Regions from separate parts of the Zea mays genome. Here regions 1 and 2 are each linked to region 3. Evidence: chromatin contacts called from public Hi-C data. All regions are on one chromosome and are shown on one strand. The core of a region is the stretch at or near the end of the contact, and the rest is flanking DNA. Distances in the headings are between cores, read along the strand shown.

Region 1 (5,061 bases), core at 762-3,261, 220 kb after region 3:
CATTTTAACAACATCAGGAGATACAAAGTATATCTTAATGTTCTGGTACTTAGCAATCAAGTAAGCCAGAGAACGAACTGTCCTCCCATTAGCAAGGTCACCAACCAAACCAAGTTTAATTCCATCTAGTGTGCCAATTTCTCTCTTTATTGTGTACACATCCAACAAAGCCTGAAATTGCAAGTGAGAAATGATATTGTAAAATTTTCAAACAAAAGATAGATGCAACACAAAAGGTATTTGAGCAAGTTGGTATACAAATATAGAAATGCACTCCAGCGAGTATGACTGACTTTAGTTATCATCAAGAAGCAGCAGATACTTGGGTATTCCATATGAACCATTGGGTAAATGACTAAAAGCAATCTGTAGCATGTTCTGTGAATATTTTTGCTGATTTGTCAGAAGAAATTCTTGCAGGTGTAGAATATACCATCAGGAAGTTCCAACACAATGAAACCATAGTTAATTTATAAACAAATGGCACAAAGAATATGCAGTACATATGTATCCGTCCAGTGCGACATCATATAACAAAATACATAATGGACCATCAGACAGGTCCAGAAGCAGACGTGAAGAAAATGCTATAAGAGTATCCAGACTAAACCCTTGCTCGAGTGTCCATCCTCAAGTCCAAGTGCACCTTCCTATCCTTTTTATCCTTGCAAAGTACCCAAACATCAAAATATCCATCCAACAGGTCACTGACGCTTGTGAATATATTTGCAACATCCCAACCAATTGCTAGACCATCATTCAAAAAATCCATTTTTTACATGCTGTCATTTTTTACCTCCTGTCTCAGAATCTAACCCCCAAGGATGACAATTGACGACACTTCTTAAAGTGAGACAGGAGGGAAGATCAGAAAGTGAACATTTACCTGGGTTGGATGTTGCCCTGGTCCATCACCTGCATTAATAACAGGAATATTTGCAGTATCTGCTGCTTTCCTTGCAGCTCCACTTTCAAAATGTCTCAGTACAATAATATCGGAATAACCCTCAACGGTTCTTATGGTATCTGCATCATGGATACACATGGTTAGTGACCTGGAATTCGCTCAAGATACGGAAAATGGTAAAAATTGATCCAAATTGCAAATTAAGAACAAATTTAATTTCTACAACTGACAAGGTAATCCACTACGTCATTTTCCTTTGTTTTCGATTAAATCCAGTTCTGATCTCAAATTTGACTGGAACTTTGAGTGAAATGGAAATTTGGCAATTGCTAACTGGCAGAAAGCTTGGCATGCTCGTTTCCACACCTACTCGAGTGTGCTCAGGCACCACCGACTCTCAACAGCATCCATAATGCAATTGAGACACCGACTTGTCCACGCAAACAACCCCCTCGTCGTCACCGATGCATACATAATTTAACCTACTGTATTAAACAAAGCAGCTGAAGCTCAACAGCTCACCTTCGAGTGTCTCCCCCTTGGCGGCGGAAGAGAACTCGCGCGCATTCTCGGTGGTGACGACCTCCCCGCCGAGCCTCCGCATAGCAGCCTCGAAGGAGAGGCGCGTGCGCGTGGAGGGCTCGTAGAAAAGCGTGGCCATGAGGTACCCCTCGAGGACGCGGCTGGGGGCGCCGTGGGAACCCCTCTCCACGGCCTCCATCTCCCGCGCCACCTCGAAGATCTCGTTCAGCGCGTCCCGGTCGAACTGCTGCGCCTCGATCACGTCGCCCAGGCGCGTGGTGACCTGGTGGTGCTGCTGCAGCGCAGGGGAGGTGGCAGCGCCGCTGCGCAGGCGAGGGGCGGAGGAGGGCGTGAGGGACAGATGGGGGCTGCGGTGGGAGGACGAAAAAAGAGAGAGGTGGGGCCGCGGGAGGGCGGCGCGAGCGGCGGCGGCCATGGGCGCGGTTAAGCGAGGCGGCGGGAGCTAGGGAGGGTTTAGGGTTCAGCCGTTTTTTGGAGGACCAGGGGGCGGCGGCGGGACCGCGGGAGCTCGCTAGCTGCCGTTGTTTGGTTGGAGTTATGAGGACAGAGAACCTGTTCCATGCTGAGTAAGGCCTTGTTCGTTTGTGTCGGATTGCACTCGGAATCGTTGCAGCTAGTCAAAGTTTATATAAATTAGAGAAGCAATCCGGTTAGGAATCGTTCCGACCCACCAATTCGACACAAACGAACAAGGCCTAAGGGTGTTTCGGACTGCTCTCCTCTTTAAATCCCAACTCTTCAGTGTATAGCGGCTCTCTACTTTAGAGTTTAACAATATTTTCATATGTTTGACTTGTAATTTTGTTCCAATCTTAAAAAAATGAGATTTTGTTGAAAAACTCTATTACATTAGGATGATGCTGTATTTACGATTTTTTCAAGTATAAAAATTATTAAAGAGAAGTACAAAACATTATAAAAAGAAAAACATAAATTAACGTTTGGCTCAATCGTTTTCTTTTGACGTTCCATCAATGTCTGCTTCACCGTTGTCGATACTGGATTTCAATCCCCTGAAGATATTAAAAATCAAGGCAACATAAGTGGATACGAACCTTGATTCTTAAATTATCACTTCTCTGAAATGTTAGCTTAGAGGACCAAGGTTTATATACGAAACAGTATTGAATAAAATGACAATAAATAGTGAAGTATGAAACCTATCTCATATCTTTATTTCATTCTTCCTTATATTCAACGAAATTACAAACATACTTTCGACTTCTCTATGTGAGAAAAATTATGAAGATTTTTTGAAGGCTAAGCAATACAAAGCTAAAGGTCCTTCAGATATAATCTTATACATGACATTGTTCATCTATTTATAAGAGAGGTAAACAGTCCCGTACAGAATTTGTAAACCCTAAAAGTTGGTCCTACAAGTCTAAGAAGTTTTTTTATAAAAGAGAGGAATACTGGGAATTTGTTTTAGTGTGTGAATTCTTGCATTTGAGATATGTTCATTCAAAAGAGTCCTAAACAAACTATCCTTATACAAAATAAAAAATTTAGATTTATACTCACTAAAATATTTAAGATGACATATTAGAAAATGTTTTCTAGAATAATATATTTTGTATATATGAGTTCCATATTGAAAAGCAATCGGTTAATAAATAAGGTAAATAATAAGATGAATAAAATGAAACCTGCATTTCATGCTGGAATTTATTGTTTGTGCATTTAACCTCGAATGTGGAATTCAAAACCCAATTCAAATTCGAATAAACTAAAACGAAAATAGAAAAGATGAAAGAAACGGAAGTAGAAAAGAAAAAAAGAAAAATGACATCTGCATGGGCCGAAACACACCTTCCCGGCCCATTACCTCGCACCATCGGCCCATTGCCGCACTGTCAGGCGGGACCTTCGTTCTAGCCTGCGCTCCCCACATGCACTGACAGACGGGGCCAGGATGTTAGCCCCAGCCCCCACTAGCTGAATCGCTGCGCGTGGGCCCACCCAGATGGACCCCCCCATACCACGTGCTCCCGCCTCGACACTGACCGGTGGACCCTATCGCTAATCCAACCCCACGCGCCCCTGCCCGGTCTCCTGTGTCCACCTTGTGGGCCCGCTAGAACAGCATTATAGATCTTCTCCCACGCAATCCTAACAAACTCCTGTGGTTCGCAGATCTCGTTGCGACCACCTCACCAAGCATCGCCCCACTTCGCTGCTCTAAAAGTCAAGCCACCACGACCCCTTCCCTCCTCCCATCCAAGACAAGGGCATTGAGAGGTCTTTCCCCATCGAGAGCTGAGAGAACTGGGAGAGCTTCGAGCCGCCGCACCTGCTTGCGGTCTGCAACACCAATCGGGGCCCTGGTGGTGGATAAGGGGCGATGCGTGCACATATAGAACCTGGTTAGGGCACCGTTGGGCGTGAAGGACCGGAACGTCGCCGCAAATTCCTCGTCGGACCATTGGGACCGCCGTGATTAGCGGTGTGCCAAGTACTGGCATCTCCGAGGCTTCCACTATTAGTGAGTAACACCCCGATTGTTTGGTTTATTGCACCTAAGGGCCATATAGTGTATCTCCGGCGAGCTCGCTGTCGTGAAGGGCACGACACCATTAATTAGACCGCGGTAGGCATAGGGGAACATCACTGGTTGTTGGATCATTCATGGGCGAGCTAGATTAGATAATTGATACCCCTTCATCGCGTTAAATGTTATTCGTTGGTTCATGATCCGATGGATCCGATTCATGGGTGGTGTGGCAGATGTGCGGCCTTAGATCCAGAATCTGACGGCTTGCATGGTGCGGTGAGTGCATATTGATCCGATCTAATCTAGAGCATAGGTTTCATATTGAACGACTACCGATGGAGCTTACCCCTTCGATCGCCCGGATTTGCAAAAGAATCCCTAAAATCTTAGGAATGAACCCGCAGTCCCCTTGTATTCCAAGATCATTACTCGGAGGTCCTGAATTTGGCACCAAACACCCTGTAGACCATAATCGTTGGTTAAACTAAATAAAAATCGGGAAAATGATTTATAGTATAGAAATAAATCCAATAATCTTAGCTAAATCATAACTTGCACGTTTTAGCTCCGATTTAACTCGTTCCAGTTGAGTTAACTTCGCAATAAAGTTTCTCATGTTGTAACAACATTATTTGTAACATGTCACATGCTTTTATATTTAGATGTTTATTTACCCTATATATCGTAGGTTAAACTTTCCAATCAAAGTAATATGTGTATAATTATAAATTGAATAGAAGATAATCTCTAATTAAGATGATATCTAATGCACATCTCACATGATCTATAAATCAACTAATAATCTAGTTTTTCATAGTTAGCACCTAAAATTTCATAGAACTATATATTTTCAACTATAACTCCGATTTTAGTGGTTCTCGAGTCTGCGATCTCGTAGCGACATGTAGAACATTATTATGAAGTATGTCCTCATGTTTGGTGTGATGTTAATTTCTCCTATACAATGTTTGTTTGTATTGTCGCTAGTAGACGAGCAAGTAATCGAGGAGCCCGGAGCAAAACAGGTTAAAGATTCTGAGCAGGAGCTCGCAGATGGCAAGTTGTGCCCTTGATCACTCTTCTTTACCCAATAATGTTCATGTTAATCACTGTGACA
Region 2 (4,851 bases), core at 1,023-3,522, 140 kb after region 3:
CAGATGTGGGGGCGGTAGCTCCACCCGTGGGGTTCGATCGGCTGGGGTGGCGGCCAGGGCTAGCCGTTGTTCTACAACCCCTGGACCAGCACCATCTCCATGTGGCTGGATGAAGCCCCAGTGCATCCCGTCCTCCTATGTTGGTGCCCGCTCTCTTGACTGCTCCCACCTACGGCGTACCTGCATTGCCAGCGTACGGAATGCCTCCGTACGGTGCGCCCCCGATGACCTCGGCCTCGCCTCCGCTCCCGCCTAGGGGGACCCCTACCACAACACCCTGGACCTCGTTCACTAGAGGCTGGGACCCAACCTCTCATCGCCGCCTACAGCACCATGGCGTTGACTCCACCATCTTCTGGCTGGCTCATCGACTTCGGTGCATACCACACCACCCCTACCATAGGCATGCTATCTCGTTCACACCCACCTCATTCTACACAACCTACCTCAATCGTCGTTGGAAACGGTTCCACTCTTCCAGTCACATCAGTAGGTGCCTCGGTACTCCTTGGACCGTTCTATCTCAACGACGTCCTCGTAGCCCCACACATCGCCCATAATCTCCTTTCTGTCCATTGGTTCACCACTAACAATTCTTGTTCCATTGAGTTTGACCTTTCTAGTTTTCTGTGAAGGATCTAGCCACTAGGACCCCACTCGCCCGATGTGATAGCGTCGGGCCCCTCTACACGCTCCGACCCTCTTTCACCGGTGCGTCTCCACCTCCCATCCTAGAGTCCACCACCACCTCCACCACTTGGCATCATCGTCTCAGCCACCCAGGACCTGACATCATGACCAAGCTTTCCAGAAGTTTAGATTCTTCTTTTATTAGGGACATTTTGAATGCCTCTGTCATGCTTGTCAGCTTGGCTACCATACTCGTCTCCCTTTTACTACCTCTTCTTCTCGGGCTGAGCAGGCTTTTGACCTGGTTCATTGCGATCTTTGGACCTCCCGTATACTTAGTCTTTCTAGATATAAATACTATTTGTCAATTTTGGATGATTTTCCATTTTCTCTGGACTTTTCCTCTTCGTTTGAAGTCCGACACTTTTACCACCCTCACTCACTTCTTCGCCTGGGTCTCCACCCAGTTCCGTCGCCCGGTCCATGCACTGTAGTGTGACAATGGCCATGAGTTCGACAACCATGCCTCCCGGTCATTCTTCCCCACCAGTGGCTTCAGTTACGTCTCTCGTGGCCCTACACCTCTGCCCAGAATGGCCGGGCCAAGCGCATGATTCGCACCACCACTAATATGATCCACTGCCTTCTCTTCCAGGCATATCTCCCTGCCATCTACTGGGCAGAGGCCCTATACACCGCCACCCACCTCCTCAACTATCCTCCATCGAAGGCGGTGAGCCACCCCACCCCCTACTTTAACCTGTATGGCACAACCCCTCCTACGACCACCTCCGCGTGTTCGGCTATGCTTGCTATCCCAACACTTCTGATACTGTAAAGCCCAAAAAATGATATAAATAAATAGATATAATTATGTTAGTATTTTGGGGAATTTTCGAAGCCTTTTGGAGATTTATTAGTTCCCTTCCTTTTCATAGTTAGATAAAATAGTAAATTAATCAAGTAACCAATAAATAAATAAAGGAATGGGCATTCCATGCTTATGAATTTGTTGGGGTGCATTTTCGTGAAATGAGGAGTCATAATTTACATTTGATCTCAACTTATAAATTAAAATATAACATGAGAAACGGAATTTGTAATAAAGTAAATTGTCGTTAGAATTAAATATTGGGAAGGTGAATAAATAATAATAGTGGAAATAGTAGGATTTGTATTATATATAATTGTGATTGGGGATCTGAAATGCAAAATAGGAATTTGAATTTGGTTTGAAAATTTCAAATTGGAACTAGAAATAAATTTGAGGTTTAAATAGAAAATGGAAGTGAAAAACAAAAGGAGAAAACAACAGACCTCGTCATAGGCCGAATTTCCAAGTTCTCGGCCCATCCCGTCCCCTCTTGCGCGGCCCAATCTGGTCGCAGCCACTTACACGCGGGACCCACGCCACCAGCTCCTTCCGCCGCCGCGCGCATCGCGCGCCCTCGTCGTCGCATGGGCCCTCATCGCCAGCCTCATCGCTCCGTGCTTGTGACCACTGGTTCACCGCTTGGTGGGCCCGGGCTGTAAGTCATCTTCTTCCTAAACTGAACACCGGGGTGCGCGGCGGTCTCCGCTGGCTGCGTGGCTTCAGCGGCTCCACGCGCATGACCAGGCGGATGCGCACTCGCGAACCCGGTCTGTCCCAGCGCAGCGAAAGCGTGTGGGCCAATGGTGTCGGGCTCGCCCCGTCCTCGGGTTATTCTAATCCCGCGCCGCAAACTCCGTCTTCCTCGGCAACAGATTCGGCAACCGGGGTATAAGAATCGGCCTCCCCTGACCATCTATCCAGTGTGCCGCCGAGATTCCAAAGGAGGGAGAGAAATAGGAGCTCTTGCCGGTGTGGCGCCAGTAGATTTTGACGACTCCCATCGCCCGTCGTGCAAGCACTTCTTGGGAATCTGTGTGCGGTCGGGGTGGTGCGCCTGGAGTTGGTGATCGTGGGCGACGCCTGCGCTGGCAGTGGTGTGGTGGTGGGGTGACCGTGGCTTCTGCAATTCCTCAACGAAGCTCTGAACTTCCAATCGAGCGGCTGCTCATCGGGGACCAGCTTCTCTGCAACATCTTTGACGGTAAGGTCTTGGTAGAATGATTTTCCGTTTCCTCTGTGTCGCGTAGCACCTATCAGTGCGTGTCGTTGGGCACCAGATCGCTGGAGCACCGTTCGCCGGCGAGGTTGCTGCCGTGGCGGGCCCTATGCTGTCGCCAGGTTGGTCCTCTGGGGAAGAAGGGCTCCTTGCCGTCGATTGCGTAGCGTACGGTTCCGATTAAACATAGAGTACCGTTTTGGTTAAGTAAATCTGGACCCTACATCTAAATTTAATGGTCGGCGGACCTCATAAACCTTGGGCCATCGGATCTCGATCTAATGGTTAGGATGGCGTACCGGTTCGGGGTCTGGTCTAGTGCGTTGGATCTTGATCGGGCGGCCCATATTACGCTCCGGTTCTCTTTAAGCCTGAATCTAATCTAGACCACAGGATTCTGATCGGATGGCTTAGAATTCACGATACCCCTTCGCCATGCCATTCTTACTTAAGGACCCCTCTGTTTTCTTAATATCAACCGCCGTCCCGAGTGGTTTAAAGATCCTTACGCTGAGGCCCTGGTTTTTTATAAAATAACCCCTGATCTTTAGTATAATAATGTGTACAGTCCAGAACTCGGGGGAATTAAATAATTGAGTAAGGAAAATGAATTTCTAGTGTAAAAATAATCCTAGAACTTGTTTAATTCCTAGAGAATTCATACTTAGTCCAAATTAATCCATTCCAGTTCCTATAATTTTGTAATAATGTTGTTTATCACCTAGTGTCTCTGTTTTGACATGAATAACACAATAAAATTTATATCCTATTTAATCTTGTACAAAACACATAAAACCTTCAGAAATTCATAACTTAAAATCTATAACTCCAAAATTAATGATTCCTGTTCCTAGAATCTTATTTTAATGTGTAGATTATTATTATTTATTTTATTTACATGTTTGGTGTGATGTTAATTTTGCCTATGTTATGTTTGTCTGTATTGCTACGTTTAGCAGTGAGGACACCGTGTCATCTGAAGAGCAAGTTGGTACCTGGAATCTCAAGTGCCAGGCAAGTTGTGCCCTTGATCACTTTTTTTACCCAGTCATCTTTTGATTAATCATAATGATCTGCATAGGATAATTTTGATGTGACCCTTTATGTTACCCTAGTTTGATTATCTTTATACCTTGACTCCACTAAACTTTTTGGGTAGTACCTGCTATTGCTTTATGTGGTTTTGGGTCTAGAGATACATTTTATTCATGATTATATTTTATTATCAGTTGTTATCTACTGTTCATGTTAAGATCATTATGTTAATTGGAACATGGAGAACCACCCGGGAAAATAGTGCTACCACAAGGGTTGTATGGGACACCCTTGGCTGACTAATTAGGAAAGCTAGTGGAAGACTACCTTACCCAAAAGGGGAAAGGGCAGTAGGGGAGTTGCATGCAGGGAGGTTCTCGGGTTGATTTTGCTGCAATGGCGGTCAGACGAGGGATTCTTACAAGTGCTCTTCCCATAAACTGTAGCGGGTTTTCGAAAGCTAGTGGAACTTTGTAAAGGCCTCGTAGTGTTACCCAGCCTCGCCTCCTCGGTAGAGGTGTACGGGATTGGCCGTCTCTTGGCAGATGGGTAACATGACTTGTGGGTAAAGATGCACAACCTTTGCAGAGTGTAAAACTGGTATACTAGCCATGCTCACGGTCATGAGCGACTCGGACACTCACATGATTAATTTATGCAACTAAACTCAATTTGTCATATGCATTGCATTGAGGGTGTTGTTATTACTTTTGTTCTTCTACTTAATTGGGTTGGTATTTACTTATACTTAGTAATTGCTAATAAAATTTTGACCAACTTTAAAAGCAATGCTCAACTCTAACCATCCTCTTTGGTAAGCCTTACACCTCACGTGAGCTCCCACCTTTGGCGAGTTCATGCACATTATTCCCCACAACTTGTTGAGCTATGAACGTATGTGAGTTCACTCTTGCTGTCTCACACCCCCCACAGGTCAAGAACATGTACCGCAGGATGAGGCGCATGGAGGATGTTGTGACGTGTTCGTGAGAGGTATAGGCCGTCGTCTCCCAATCAACTTTGGGTTGCTGGATCGTTGTCTCCTTATGATGTAATTATTTATTTATTTTATACAGAACTCCTATTATATAGCAAA
Region 3 (4,862 bases), core at 626-3,125:
ACATGGACGACGACCATCATGTTGGCGAGGGCAATGAGCCACTTGGGCTTGGAGAGCGTGATGAGGATGTTCTCGTCGACGCCGCTGCCGAAGGCCCAGTACCCGACGAACGTGACGGGGAAGTAGCAGATGGCGACGACGACGTAGGCGACAAAGGCGCCCTTCCACATGGCCTTCTTGGACGGCTTGTCCGGCGTGGACGGGATGGTGGCCTGGATCTCCAGCACCACGTTGTGCCCCGAGTAGGCGAACGCCACGTCCCCTAGGCCTCCCAGGAAGCCGAACACCTTCCCTGGGGTGGTCGTGGCGCGCAGGTGGTAGTCCACGTCCTCTCTCCTCCCTCTGTGCAGCGACGCGCCCCACGCAATGGTGGAGTAACTGAGCGACATGACGGCGGCGGCGAGCGACACGGCGGAGATGGAGTTGAAGTTGGGGAGCTGGGAGAGGACCAGGTGGACGGAGGCGAAGATCATGATGAAGTAGGAGAGCTTCAAGTCGCCGCCGCACCTGCCGCCGTCGCAGATGACGTCGTGGAACTTCTTGAGGGACTGGCCGCCGGTGACCATGTAGATGATGTTCAGGCTCACCTCTACTGCCAGCTGCTGCGCCACCACGATCCAGAGGCCCAGCCTGTCGCCGAAGACGTGCTGCCCGAGCTCGTGGTACCGGTCGAACCGCTTCCCAGGCACCATCTCGTGCATCTCCACCATCTGCCATAGCGTGTATAGGGTGATTATCCACGACAGGATCATCACCGCGATGCCAGGGCCCCTGTGTGCACGCCAATAATCAACAATGAACCATTTATCTGCCCGTGACCCCCTAATAATCTTTATCTGACAACGAGTTAATCGCTCGTACAATTGAATCACTTTATTCAGCTGTTGATAAAAGGATCGTATTTTAATTAATTGTAGTCCACATGTTACTATATACGATACAAACTGAGAGCACCAACTTAAAAAACCCTATTAAATATGATAGTCATCATGACGTGCATATATATGATGATATAGATGCCAAATATTCATGTATATACTCTCAAATTATAGGTATACATCATGACGTGTATTTAACTTATCGGGTGTGACCGGTATTCAGGTTTTTGTTCATGTACCTATCATGTTACTTTTGTAACTGTCACATCGTCTAGACAAAATCGGCCCAACAGCGCAAATTAACACACATGAGACTACTAGACCAAAAAAAAAAGAGGCAAGTCATGAGACATAAACATAAGGACCGGAAAGAGACAACAAGCTAACTTGAGATTTTTTTTCCCGGCACCAATCAGGGTGGGGGAAAGAAAATCTGGATTTTTCTTATCTCATCAATCTTCTTAGCTTGTATTGAGGTCGAATCGATCATCATCGGAAGCCGGATTTAGGATTCGTGACATGAAGTATACGTACCAGCCAAGCTCGGACATGGCGTAGGGGAGGCCGAGCACGCCGGCGCCGACCATGGCGGTGACATTGTGGAAGGCGGAGTACCACCACTTGGCCTTCCTGGAGGAGTTGATAGGGAGCCAGTCGTCGATCGACTTCTCCTGCTGCTGGGTCGTCCTGCCGCCGCCATCGTCCACGTCCTGCTCCTGCATCTGCATGCGAGTTTTTATATGTATGTTATTGACGCCCCCAGCCCCCTATAGATCATGTAAGAGATCGATTTCCTTGGTAAGAGAGAGAGATCGAGAAGAAGGCGCCGCACTGCACGTACTACGTCGTACGCGCACCTTTTGAGAAGAGAAGCTCTGGGTCTGGGGCGGTGCTTGCGTCCCCAATGGAATCGATATGGCGAGAGAGAGAGAGAGAGAGATGGAGAGGAGGCGGCGGCGGGTCCTGCTGCCGAGAAAGACGACTCAGCGTCAGCTGGTTTCCGATCCACCCGATCGATGGCCTAGCTAACAGCACATAAGTAGCCGAGTTAGTTTCGGTGGCAGCGCGTATACCGCTACGTACATATTCTCTCTCTCCGAGTTATTATCAATAATAATAATAATAATAATAATACTGTGTACTGTATCATTAAGGCCCTGTTCGTTTTTATCAAATCTATGGAGATTGAGAGGGATTGAATCCCCTACAAGTCAAAATCCTCCTCAATCCACTCCAATCCCCCTCAATCCCCATGGATTAGGGATGAAACGAACAAAGCCTAACGTGGTACACGTGTGGTTTTGATTTGTCAACTACGTGTACATTTTTTTACTAGTACGTACGTATGGCAGTACCAGTACTGGGCTTGTGTATGTCGTGCCGAGAATTTGGAAGCAGGGAAAGGACACCTGTGTGGTTCACCGCGGCGCCGTCCATTGTTCAGAAGTTATATATATTGCTTTTTTACGCTTTCACACACCGAAGATAAGTCAGCTCAAACCTGATCGATGATGTGTCGTCGTCAGGGACTCAGGGTTCAGGAATTGCGTATGCGTCTTCTTGTGGAAAAACGTGTCTCAAGAGTCAAGAGTCTTCTCTCCACCGTCGAATCATGCACTTATACTAGCTAGCTATATCTTGACCGCACATCAAAATATAGCTATATCAAGATATAGCTAGCTAGTATATGTGTATGATTAGAGCTGGAAACAAGCCGGCTTGGCTCGGCAGTGCGACGAGCTGGGATAACCGGGTCGGCTTAGCTCGAACAAGGCTCACGAGCCACTGTGCCACCTAGACTGTGCCGCCCAGGCAGTGGCGGTCCTAACATTTTAGGGGCTCGGGAGAAGGTTTCAAATAGAGATCATTCAAATTATTTTTAATATATAAATGTTACTAATTAAACATTTTTAATACATCTAAAAATATTTATGTCAAATAATAAGTAAATAAAAGGATATATGCACTTTAAAATTTTCTTCTAACATGTTTAGATATTCATTACTTTATTAATAGGTTATTGAATCACATGATTAGAATTGGGTCCTATGAATTCGGAGGCCCAGGGCAACCGTCCCTCTGCGGCATCCTCAGGGCCACCACTGCGCCCAGGTGACAGATTCGGTTGCCAGCAAGCATAAGTTACAGATTTGAAGCTATTTTCAGGTCACAAGATAGACAACACAGTAATAAACTGTTAATACTTAATAGACGAGAGATGAAATAATGAAATTATAATTTATTTACACATCCATGACCCATACCATGCGGTCCAATGATCCCATCACATTCCATATTCCATAAGACCATGACCAAAAGTATGATACTCTAATCTAATAAGCTATCACCAGTCACCATAAGGCATAAGTCTCATCACATTTCAAATTTCATAAAGCAGTCTAAGCAGCAGAGGACAAAAGATCTGTTAACAGATGCATGAGGACAGCCTGACGTACGGTGCACAGCAGTGTTCAGGCGCCCAGCAGTTTGACAAGAAACCTGTTAACAGATTAAGTTTGACAAGAACTGAGTAAGTTTTACAGATCACATCAGATAACTTAGTACTCTCAGATAAGCACCAGCCTCCAGGCTGCAGCTGAGCAGCAAGCAGGCAGGCAGCAAACATGCTGAACTGCATAAGTGCATAACATCATATATAAGCATAACAATACCAAAAGCAAGTGACAGCCTGACAGGTTTTTCAGTTTTGAACCACCAACTTCTAAGTATCAACCAGAAGCACGACTTGCATCTTTCAAAAATACCAAAAGCATCCAGCAGCTTCTATCAACCAAAAGCACCAAACACTTGCATTGCACCTGAACAAGAAAACAAATGTACATAAGCAGCTTACATTCTTACTAGCCATAATTAAAGTATTAAATACAACTAATAAATTGCAACGTATATTACTAGTTGCTCTGCACAAAGCTTTTTGGAAATGAGATAGTCTTCATACCATCGTCATCTTGTATGCCCTAAAACAAACACAAATGTGAATCAAAATCTGAAAACAAACATAAGAAATGAACTCTAATAAACAATAAAAGAGCAACTAATAACCACATATGTTATGCTTAAATCATGCGAACCCCGAATCCAGCTCGAGGAGCATACCAAAGCCTCCACCAAGAAGGGATGAGAGAACTCCGATAATTATCTAAAGTTCTACCCCCGTGCAAAAAGTAGACTCTGAAGGCACAAATGTTGCTCGTACAATTAAGAATTTCATTGCCATCCTTGAGACAACCAGAAACCTATGTGAATTAACCTTCCACTAGCTCAACAAATCAAACTCCTTATCTGCTAGACTGACATTTGTCTCATCTAAATAGATAAGCAACTCACCCTTTGATGGGTTAGCTTCAGTGGATGATATAAATGACTGAAATTTGCATGAAGCAGAAGACAAGCTACAAGTAGTATCAATGGTTAAATATGAAGAACAACCACTAGATTTGCTTTGAGGAGCTTTTCTCACTCTATGTTGCAACTAACAGTCCTCAAATAATTTTTCCAACTCACCTCGAACTTCATCTATCTCAAATCTAACTTGGTCACCATTAGAGATCTAACCAAAGCACCACTCGATATACCTCATCTTACACCTTGGATCTAGAATTGTAGCAATAACCATAACATTATGTTTTTTCTTCCCAGTACTTATTGATCTTCTCCATCATCACAGTACCCATTTTTCTCAATGCAATCTTGACATCCACATGTGAGGATAGAAAAGATTTGCAGTAGGATATGTAGAAGCTAACAATGAACTGGTTACTTTGGCTAAAGAGGCAAGAATTGGCTCAATCGCAACAAATAAATCCCATTCCTAATTTGTAGTTTCCCATTTATAATTTAAATCAGCATCGACACGTTTGAATTGCTTCTTTGTAAGCTATACTAGTACTCAACAACTTGTATGTTGAACTCCATCTAGTTGACACATCAAGACTCAAACCCTCTCCAATTTGCAATGCAAGA

What was found. Hi-C and Micro-C count contacts between places; a contact is called where the count stands out from the background.
Region 1: a Hi-C map of tassel shows a contact between it and region 3, with 2.3 times the contacts expected there. The contact joins the promoter of LOC100282373 here to the promoter of LOC100285777 in region 3. A contact is called at or near these places in 3 of 25 Hi-C or Micro-C datasets (ear, endosperm and tassel).
Region 2: a contact with region 3 is called in a Hi-C map of tassel, with 4 times the contacts expected there. The contact joins the promoter of LOC118473551 here to the promoter of LOC100285777 in region 3. A contact is called at or near these places in 11 of 25 Hi-C or Micro-C datasets (bundle sheath, ear, endosperm and 4 more) and 1 of 3 datasets of contacts at active chromatin or transcription factors (seedling).

The regions. Positions count from the first base shown.
Region 1 is chr10:55,875,979-55,881,039 of Zm-B73-REFERENCE-NAM-5.0, reverse strand. LOC100282373 reads right to left here and starts at 2,011. Exons shown (of 5, transcript NM_001155285.1): 1 at 1,430-2,011; 2 at 887-1,026; 3 at 1-171. The coding sequence starts at 1,865.
Region 2 is chr10:55,965,778-55,970,628 of Zm-B73-REFERENCE-NAM-5.0, reverse strand. LOC118473551 reads left to right here and starts at 2,272. Exons shown (of 2, transcript XM_035963379.1): 1 at 2,272-2,705; 2 at 3,680-4,851.
Region 3 is chr10:56,100,998-56,105,859 of Zm-B73-REFERENCE-NAM-5.0, reverse strand. LOC100285777 (LHT1) reads right to left here and starts at 1,875. Exons shown (of 7, transcript NM_001413989.1): 1 at 1,720-1,875; 2 at 1,413-1,600; 3 at 1-771. The coding sequence starts at 1,600. It overlaps LOC100304039 (a long non-coding RNA gene), which reads right to left. Exons shown (of 4, transcript XR_560079.4): 2 at 3,792-3,856; 3 at 3,551-3,697; 4 at 3,066-3,377.